Regions from separate parts of the Canis lupus genome. Here region 1 is linked to region 2. A link is a contact called in public Hi-C data. All regions are on one chromosome and are shown on one strand. The core of a region is the stretch at or near the end of the contact, and the rest is flanking DNA. Distances in the headings are between cores, read along the strand shown. Region 1 holds the start of MMP15 (matrix metalloproteinase-15). Region 2 has its middle 22 kb from the start of CFAP20.

The links. Hi-C and Micro-C count contacts between places; a contact is called where the count stands out from the background.
Region 1: a Hi-C map of skin fibroblasts shows a contact between it and region 2, with 1.5 times the contacts expected there. The contact joins the promoter of MMP15 here to the enhancer-like site in region 2. A contact is called at or near these places in 2 of 9 Hi-C or Micro-C datasets (amygdala and skin fibroblasts).

Annotation. Positions count from the first base shown.
Region 1 is chr2:57,792,240-57,796,315 of UU_Cfam_GSD_1.0, forward strand. MMP15 (matrix metalloproteinase-15) reads right to left here and starts at 2,382. Exons shown (of 10, transcript XM_038530923.1): 1 at 2,221-2,382. The coding sequence starts at 2,382. It overlaps LOC111092702 (a long non-coding RNA gene), which reads left to right and starts at 3,071. Exons shown (of 3, transcript XR_005355713.1): 1 at 3,071-3,776.
Region 2 is chr2:57,736,570-57,740,849 of UU_Cfam_GSD_1.0, forward strand. No RefSeq gene overlaps it. Among named protein-coding and RNA genes, the nearest start is that of CFAP20, 22 kb to the left of the region's middle. Within about 2 kb of position 2,857, at least 10 of the 20 cell types and tissues checked have an H3K27ac peak or open chromatin away from gene starts, as enhancers often do.

The DNA of each region.
Region 1 (4,076 bases), core at 1,132-3,631, 55 kb after region 2:
CTAGCACATGCCAGGCTTCCTGATTCTTTAGTCTGGTGAAACTCCTGTGGTTTCTGTCCTGGGAGAGGGAGAGGGAAGAGAGAGGGGCTGGCCTTGACTCAGTTGCCAGGCTGCTCAGGGGAGGTCCCGGCCATGGCCTGACCTGAAAGTCTGGAGCTACAGAGGTTGTCTCGGGTGAGGGCCAGAGCCCTTCCTCTAAGGGAGGGAGGCTCTGTACACAGGGAATGGGCCAGGCCCAGGAGTCTCAGATGCTGGTCCCCAGATAGCACGGGCCTAGGGTTCTCCCATGGGCCTCCTGGCAAATGGGCTGGTTACTGAAGCCATTTGACTTTTGGGGCCCAGATCTGGATAGACTTGACAGACTTCAAAGAACGGGCTGTACCCCAAAGCCAACTCTAGTTGCTGGGGCAGCCCACTTGTCTCTGGCCCCCTGTCTACCTTGGCTTCCAACATCAAGGCTTCCAACATCCTTCTACCTTCCAGTGTCTCTTCCAGCAGTGAGTTAACCCAAGTTTTCCCCCAGGAGATGGACTGCAGGCCAGTCACAAATCTCTAGCCAGAGCCACCACAGGCTCAGATTTGACAGTGCAGGCCTGGGCTGTGGGTACTCCCTCAGCTAGGAGAGGAGGGGGGCGATGGAGGACCAGAAGCAAAGGAAAGAGAGGAAAGCCCCTCAAACCACAGTTCCTAGCGCCCCAACTCCTGGCCATCCAGGATGCCAATTCACAGGCAGGGCCACCCAATCCAGCTTGGTCTGTAGTTGCTTCCTTTACAGAGATGCCATTCTTAAATAGATTGTAATATTGTAATATGACTTGCAATCCTTTGGTCCTCCACTCCAGAGGGTAGCAGGTGGACTGGATAAGCACTCTCTACCCATTGCCTGGATGGGAGTCCCCACCGGCAGGAGCTCCCTATAAGCCTCTGCCTGACTGCTTGTGTGAAATGGGGGGCGGCTGGACTGGGCATGGGTTGGGCTCCCACTCCACCTCCTGCCAAGGCTCCCCGCAGCTTTCCCTAGCCCGGCCAGGGAGGGAGGGCAGAGCAGGTGGGGAACTGGCTGGGAGGTGTAACTTGAGCCGGGAGGAATTCCCTGCCCTTCCTCCAAGCTTTTATTAAAGCAGGGCGGGGAAGGGCAGGCTTCCATCGGAAAAATCTCCCAGGCTGCCGGGGAGGTGGGGAAGCGCGGGGGTGGGGGGGTGGCTGGGAGGCAGCACCGGCCCGGCGGCCAATAGAAGGCACTCAGGCCCACAGCCCGGGCTGCGGGAGGCTCCAGGCCGGCCCAAGGGTCCCGAGGCCCGAGCCCTGCACCCATCCCCTCGCTCCTGCCCAATCCACCCCTCTGCTGGTCCGGGGCAGGGAGTCGGGGCTTAGAAGTCTGGACTGAACGCTCCCCTCTTGCTGGGGCGGAGCTGGTGCCCTCACTGTCGGTGCTCGGGAGGAGGGCGCTGGGCGACCCGAGGGGCCGGCGTGTGGTGCGGGGGATGCCCGGGGGACCCCGCTCCACCAGGAGGCCGTGCCTGGTTACCGCGGGACCCATCCGGAGATCGGGCTCCGTAGGGACGTCAGTGGGCTCCTGATGAAAACACGATGGGAGTCCGCCCTCTCCCACCCAGGCGGCGGCGCAGGGGCGCTAGTGGGAGGAAGCGCCCGCGGACGCGGGGTCTCCCTCGAACCCACCTGGCCCTGGGGCGGCTTCTGCTCAAGAGCCCAAGAAAGTCGCCAAGGCGCCCCCGCGACCCGAGACCGCTGTCTGGGAGGCTCGCGGCCCTGCCCCCCGCCCCCCCGCCCCCGGCCCGCGGCTCGCTGTCACCCGGGCCAGAGGCTGCCGCGGCGGGCGCGCTGCGCGCTCGGCTCGGTCCGCCCAGGGCAGCCCCCTCCCCATTCGCAGAGAACGTCACGGCGCGCCCCAGGGCTCTCGAGGAATCGGCCGCGCGGGGAGAGGCGCGGAGGGGAGCGAGGGCTGGGGGCAGCAGAAGCGGCTCAGCGCCGCGGAGGGCCCTGGGGGTGCAGCGGGCGCGAGTCCTCCGCCCTCCAGGATCCGGGAGGAGGCGCGCCGCAGAGCGCGGGCTGGGGAGCCGCAGGTCGCCGGGCCCCGGTCTTCCCCGCCCCCCATCTCCGGGACCCCGGCTCGTCTCCGCGCCTCCACCCCCTCCGGGCTGCGGGCGTGGCTCCCCCCGCCCACCCACCCGCCCCGAGGCTCCGGGCCGGGGTCCTTACCTCGGCGTTGACTTCTGCGTCCTCCGCCGCCGCGCCGCGGCCCAGGCAGCCCAGCAGCACCAGGAGCAGCGGCAGCAGCCGCGGCCGCGCCGCCGCCTCCCGGCCGCCGAGGACACTGCCCGCCCGGCCCGGCCGTCCGAGCGCGCTCCGGTCGCTGCCCATGCTCTCGGCGCCCAGTCCGGCCCGGCGCGCTCCACGCCCGGCTCCTCGCTGGCCGGCGCCGGGGCCCCGCACGCGGCTCGGAAACTTGCGACGCTCCCTGGCTCCGCGCCCGGCGGGCGCGCGGCAGACCTCGGGGTCCCGGGCCCCGCCGGAGCCGCCGGGGTCCGCTCGGCAAATTCCCACGCCCGGGGAGCAGCGGGCGGGGCAGGTCCGCGGGGGGCGCCGGCCGGAGCCGCCCGCCGCGGGGTCCCGCAGCCTCCGCGCCCGGGCCCGGCTCCCCGGAGCGAGCGCGACTCCCGAGCCTTTGTCTGGCTCAGCGCTCCGGCCGCCCGGCCCCGCGGCGCCCCCTGCGCGCCCAGCTCCCTCCGTCCATGCCCGGGGCCGGGTGCTGCCCAGAGCGCGCGCCCCCCGCCCGGGGACTCTGCTCGCCCCGCGCCCGCCCGGGCCCGGGCCCCCGCGCAGTCCCGGGAGGAGGCGCAGGCAGCCGGCCGGAGCGAGTGGACGAGCCCGGGAGCCGGCGCCCGACGTCCCCGGCGAGTTGGGCGCAGCTCGGGGCGCTCCCAAGCCTCCTCCCCGCGCGCCGGGGCCGCCGCTCTTAAAGGGCCAGCGCTCTCTCCGCGCGCCCGCCCGGCGGGGGCGGGGGCGGCGCCTCAGCCCCAGGGCTTCTCCGTAGCAGGTGCCGGCGGCGGAGTCCAACGGGCGGCCCTTTGACTCTCCCCAGAAGGAGGCAGCCCTTCCCTGCCCGCTCCCGTCGCTCCCACCTTGCTTCTGGAGAGCGGGTTTGACGTTCCCACCCCCTCCCCAGCGACCCCCTGGAGAGGAAGGGAGCCAGGAGGGAGGAAGACTCTTCTTTCTCCCACCTGGCGGGTGCGTAGGGAGGGATACTAAGGCAGCGGAGGGCAGGGAGGGGGGCCGAGGGAACAGGGACCCGAGGGTCTGTCTTAGGGGGAAAAAAGGATAAACAGAAACCTCATGGTGTGTCTTTCCAAAAGCCTCAGGACGTCATGAGTCCTTGAGTGACCCTCCTCAGTTGCCCAGTGAGGTTGGGCACCTTGCAAGGGCGAGAGGACAGGTTTCAGAGGGAGGCAGGTGCACTTTTAGCCGCTTACCTGCCGCCTCCATGTCCTTACCTGGAATGCGGGGCAAAGGGCAGCCCAGGGTTAGGTATGCTTCTGTTGTCTCTACACTTTTTGTTTTTTTAAGATTTTATTTATTTATTCATGAGAGACAGGGAGAGAGGCAGGGGCAGAGGGCCAGATGCCAGACTCCATCCAAGGACCCAGGGATCAAGACTTGGCCCTAGGGGCAGCCACTTAACCGCTTAACCGACTGAGCCATCCAGGCGCCCTGCTGTCTCCACGCTTCCGCTGTTGAAGCAGAGGACCCTGTTTTGTGTAAGTGAAATGTAACGGTGCGGTTCCACGAGGTGATGGGCCAGTGGGCAAAACTTCCACAGAGTGGAGCTGAAAGTGCTAGATGCTAGATTTAGTTCTGAGATCCAGCTTGAGCAGCTTGAGATCCGTCTGCATGGATGCCTCTGCACGGATGCGGAAGGCCCCGGTCTAAAGTCCACAGATACTGCGAGAGCAAGTGCAGTCCTGGCCCCACAGACTGGCCCCAAGGTCAGGAGGTGATGACTCCAGCGGGAGGGTGGAGACCTTCCCTCTCCTCTGCCACTTCCCAGCACTGGTGAT
Region 2 (4,280 bases), core at 1,607-4,106:
TATGAGAGACACAGAGAGAGAGACAGACAGACAGAGAGGCAGAGACACAGGCAGAGGGAGAAGCAGGCACCATGCAGAGAGCCCGACATGGGACTCAATCCCGGGTCTCCAGGATCACATCCTGGACTGAAGGTGGTGCTAAGCCACTGAGCCACCCGGGCTGCCCAAAAGACACTCTGTCACCTAGGAAACTCCAAGGGATTTAGGAGCTCTGTCAAGAACCAAGGTCAAAGACCAAAAATTAAAAAAGATGCTCCTCAGCACCTTTATGGCATAGGAAATCACAACGGTTTTAGTAGTTCTGGCCAGGTACTCAGGTCAAGCACCAAAATATCTATTTCTTCTGACATCATAACATCATATCGTAGCAAGGAGCTCACGGCTATGCAAATCCCCTGGAGATGAAGGGAGCCCAGCAGCAATTTTTTAGGTGTATAGAACTTTAAAAAAAGAAGTAGATTTAAAATTCATGCTAATATAGTAGCCATTAGTGACTTGTGGCTCTTTAAATTAAATTTTAATTAACTTAAATTTAACTTAAAATTCCATTCTTCTGTCATACAAGCCACATTCCAAGTGGTCTGTAGCTGGCTAATCCTACCCTATTGGGCAGTGCCCAGATATAAAGGAAATTTTAATTGTACAATGCTGAAATAAAATAAGACTTTATTGGGGAGCCCAGGTGGCTCAGCGGTTTAGCGCCACCTTCGGCCTAGGGTGTGATCCTGGAGACCCCGGATTGAGTCCTGCATCGGGCTCCCTGCATGGAGCCTGCTTCTCCCTCTGCCTGTGTCTCTGCCTCTCTCTGTGTGTCTCTCATGAATAAATAAAATTAAAAAAAAATAAGACTTTATTATCACCAAGAAAAAAAAAAAGAGTACAACGTAGCATAATCATGTTTTTAAGAACAGATTTAAACAGGTTCCCAAATGTAATTGTGCATAAGAATCATTTGGGGATCTTGTTAAAATTCAAATTCTGATTCAGCAGGTCTTGGGTGAAGCCCAAGAATCTTCAGTTCTAACAAGCCCACAAGTTGTGCTAATGCTGCTGGTCCTTGGACAGTGAGGGATGACTGGATTATTTAAAAACGGTGCATTTTAAGTGATGAACCTTGGGGATGCAATGCAAGTTCAGAATTGCATGATGAGTGATGAGCATCATCTTTTTTCACTCCTGGCTGGATACTTTGGCCGTTCTGAACCTCATTGAGACATGACGTCTCAAGCCTACATTTCAGGCCTCTTGTAAATGGAAGGCTCAGCCTGAAGGCTCATTTCCCAAAGGGATAGGCCCTGGCATCAGCAACAGCTTCCCTGCTCACTTAGGGTCCATCAGACAGAAAGCCTCAACTTCCTGGAAATCAAGGGGACTCGCCATGACAGCTGCCTGAGACAGGTCCACCCAGAACAGTGAACTGGATGCCTCCTCTCAGTCTCCCCTTTATTTCTTATCTTTTTTCAACTGTAAAAATAGAGAAGTTCAAAGCCTGTGTATTTCTATCACGTCAGATTCCTGTTGTCATAATCTTTCACGAATTGCTTCCAGTGTATCCCAAGTACATTATGACAGCCTACGAATTTGGTGGCCTGCAATAGACATTGCTTGCTGGTATGGACACCTTGTGTAGTGCTGGGCCTGTGACTTACTTTACGGGATGTGGCAAAGGTGACACTGTGCCAGTTCTGAATCAAAGCCTTAGTTAGGGAGGCCTAGCAGTTTCTGTGTTTTTACTATTGGAAACACTCTCTGTTCTTAGGACTTCTGCTAGAGCCATCGTCTGGGCAACTGCATGGAGAGCCACTTGGACCAGGATGGACTGGAGGCCTGAACTATATGCAAAAGCATGACCTCAGTTTCCAGCTGAGTGACACTAGGCAGGTGGCTCCCAGCAAGACCAGACAATGGAAATGCCCAGAGAGCTCAGCCAAGGTGCAGGAACCAGGAGCAAATAAAATTGTTCCTTTTTTTTAAAAGATTTTATTTATTTATTCAAGAGAGAGGTGCAGAGACACAAGCAGGCTCCACACAGGGAGCCTAATGCAGGACTCGATCCCAGGTCTCCAGGATCACACCCCGGGCTGAAGGCAGTGCTAAACCGCTGAGCCACCTGGGGCCGCCCAAAATTGGTTGTTTTAAGCCGGAAAGCTCTGAGGTGGTTCCCTAAGTAGCAACAGATTACCAAAACCTAAGTAACACAGGAGGCTGGTAAGAAAGCAAAGCCAGCTGGTCCTTTTTATTACCCACCCCTTTCCAGACACCAAGGGGCTTCAGGCAAGGGGAAGAAAGGATAAATTAAATGCACGGGACAGAACAGGTAATATTTATTTACTTGCTAACATAGATCTCATCTCGGTTCCAAAAAGTATGAGATGGTTTACCAAAAATATGTGTAATGTAAGATTGTCTTCAAAGTTGGAAGAAAAAAACGGCAGGAGGAAAAGAGCCGCCAGCCAGGTGAAGGTCCGTGAGACATGCCCGCTCTCGTGTTTGTGTGGGATGCGGGCTCTAAACGTGTGACCAAGACCTGGCGGGAGAAAGCAAAGCTCCAGCTGCCCCAGGAAAGGGACGACGGAGGCGTGGTGCGCAGCGCCTGAGGAGCCGGCCGGTGGGCGGGGCCGGCGGGAGTGGGCGGGGCCGGCGGGGAGAGTGGGCGGGGCCGACGGGGAGAGCGGGCGGGGCCGGCGGGGGGAGCGGGCGGGGCGGGCGGGGCGAGCGGGCGGGGCCGGCGGGAGTGGGCGGGGCCTGCGGGGAGAGTGGGCGGGGCCTGCGGGGAAAGTGGGCGGGGCCGGCGGGGAGAGCGGGCGGGGAGAGCGGCCCCGGGGCGGGATGGCGGTTCCGCGCGGCCAGACTCCAGCTCCCGCACAGAGGAGCCACCCCGAGAGAAAAGCAGCACCCTGTAAGGCAGCGATTGCCCTATTCCTGGAAGACGTACCTGGGGCGGCCCCTGCCTTGGGGACTGGGCTCTCCCCAGCCCAGTCATGCCTCCCCTTGTCCTTTGGCCTGAGCTAGCCCCGGGGTGAGAGGTCGCTGCTCAGAGTGAGGCCCGGCCGGTCCACTTCAACAGTAGCGTCCGAAAGAGCCCCCATTTCCTCCAGCTGAAGGTGGTTGTGCCGTTTCAGTGCCGGGCCTCTGTTCCTGTGAGCCATACCATTAGAGATGGTGTGTGGCCAGGTGAAGGCTGTAATTCCCAGTCTTTGAATGTGGTTGGGGAGCTGGGGGCTCAAGGAGGGCTTTATGGAGGACTCTGAGGGGCTGGGGGTAATGGACGCCGGCCATAAAGGGAAGGGCAATCCAGAGGGAACAGCAGGAGCAAAGGCTCGGAAGGGGGCACCCCTCGGCTTCCTGTTGTAGCAAAGCATGCAGTTCCTTCTTCCTGACTTCCAGGCAGCAGCCTCAGGCTTGGATTGGCCCAGTGGCCACGGGTGGGCCTGGGGTGGGGGGTAGGGGGTCCTGTGCTGGGGGTGGCTGTTGCCCTCCAGCTCCCCTCAGTGCCTCCTGCTCCTGGGGACAGGGACTTTCTTCCCTCCTCGCCCCCACATCCACTGCCCCAGCCTCTAGCTCTGTGGGTTTGGGCCTGGGTGTAGGGCTGAGGGTGGGGGGCTCTCTCTGGTTCTGTTCCCCACCCCTAATCCCTTGCAGCTGTTATCCTCCCCAGGGAAGACAGTTGTGTTGGAGGGAAGGGAAATAGTTATTTTGAGTTGGTCACTGGCTTCTGACCAGGAGACATGGATGGCTGTGTTGGGGTCTGGCAACAGGGTGGGCTGGAGGCGCCAGAGCGGGGCCTGACTGGGAGGGCAGTCTGTATGATTAATTACAGGGGGTGTTGGGGAGCAGGACACGGTCATCCCTGAAACCAGGGGTGTAGAGGACAACAGGCCAGAGAAGAAACAGGCTCAAGATGGAGGATGCAAAACATTTAGCTAGTGTCCTGAGTGTGGTCTGGATTGGCTGGAAGGGGTGGGGAAGGTGGGCACAACCTCCCCGTATTGACCCTGTGCCACTGCAACAGTGGGGAAGGAAAGGAGGTCCCTGGGACAGAGACTGGGACTGCGGGGGAGCTGCCTGTAAGGGATAGGGCTAGCGGAGCAGCTTATGGTCACTGCCCACCCCCTCTTCCAGACGGACTTCCGCAGCACATCCCTCCAGGCAGAAAGCAAGTTTGGTGGGGACCATACTCTGGTGGCACCTGCCTTTTTGCCTGTGGGGTCATTGCAGGGCAATGAGATGAACAGATGAGAGCACTCTGGGCAGGGAAGAGCCAAGTGGCCAGAGGGTAC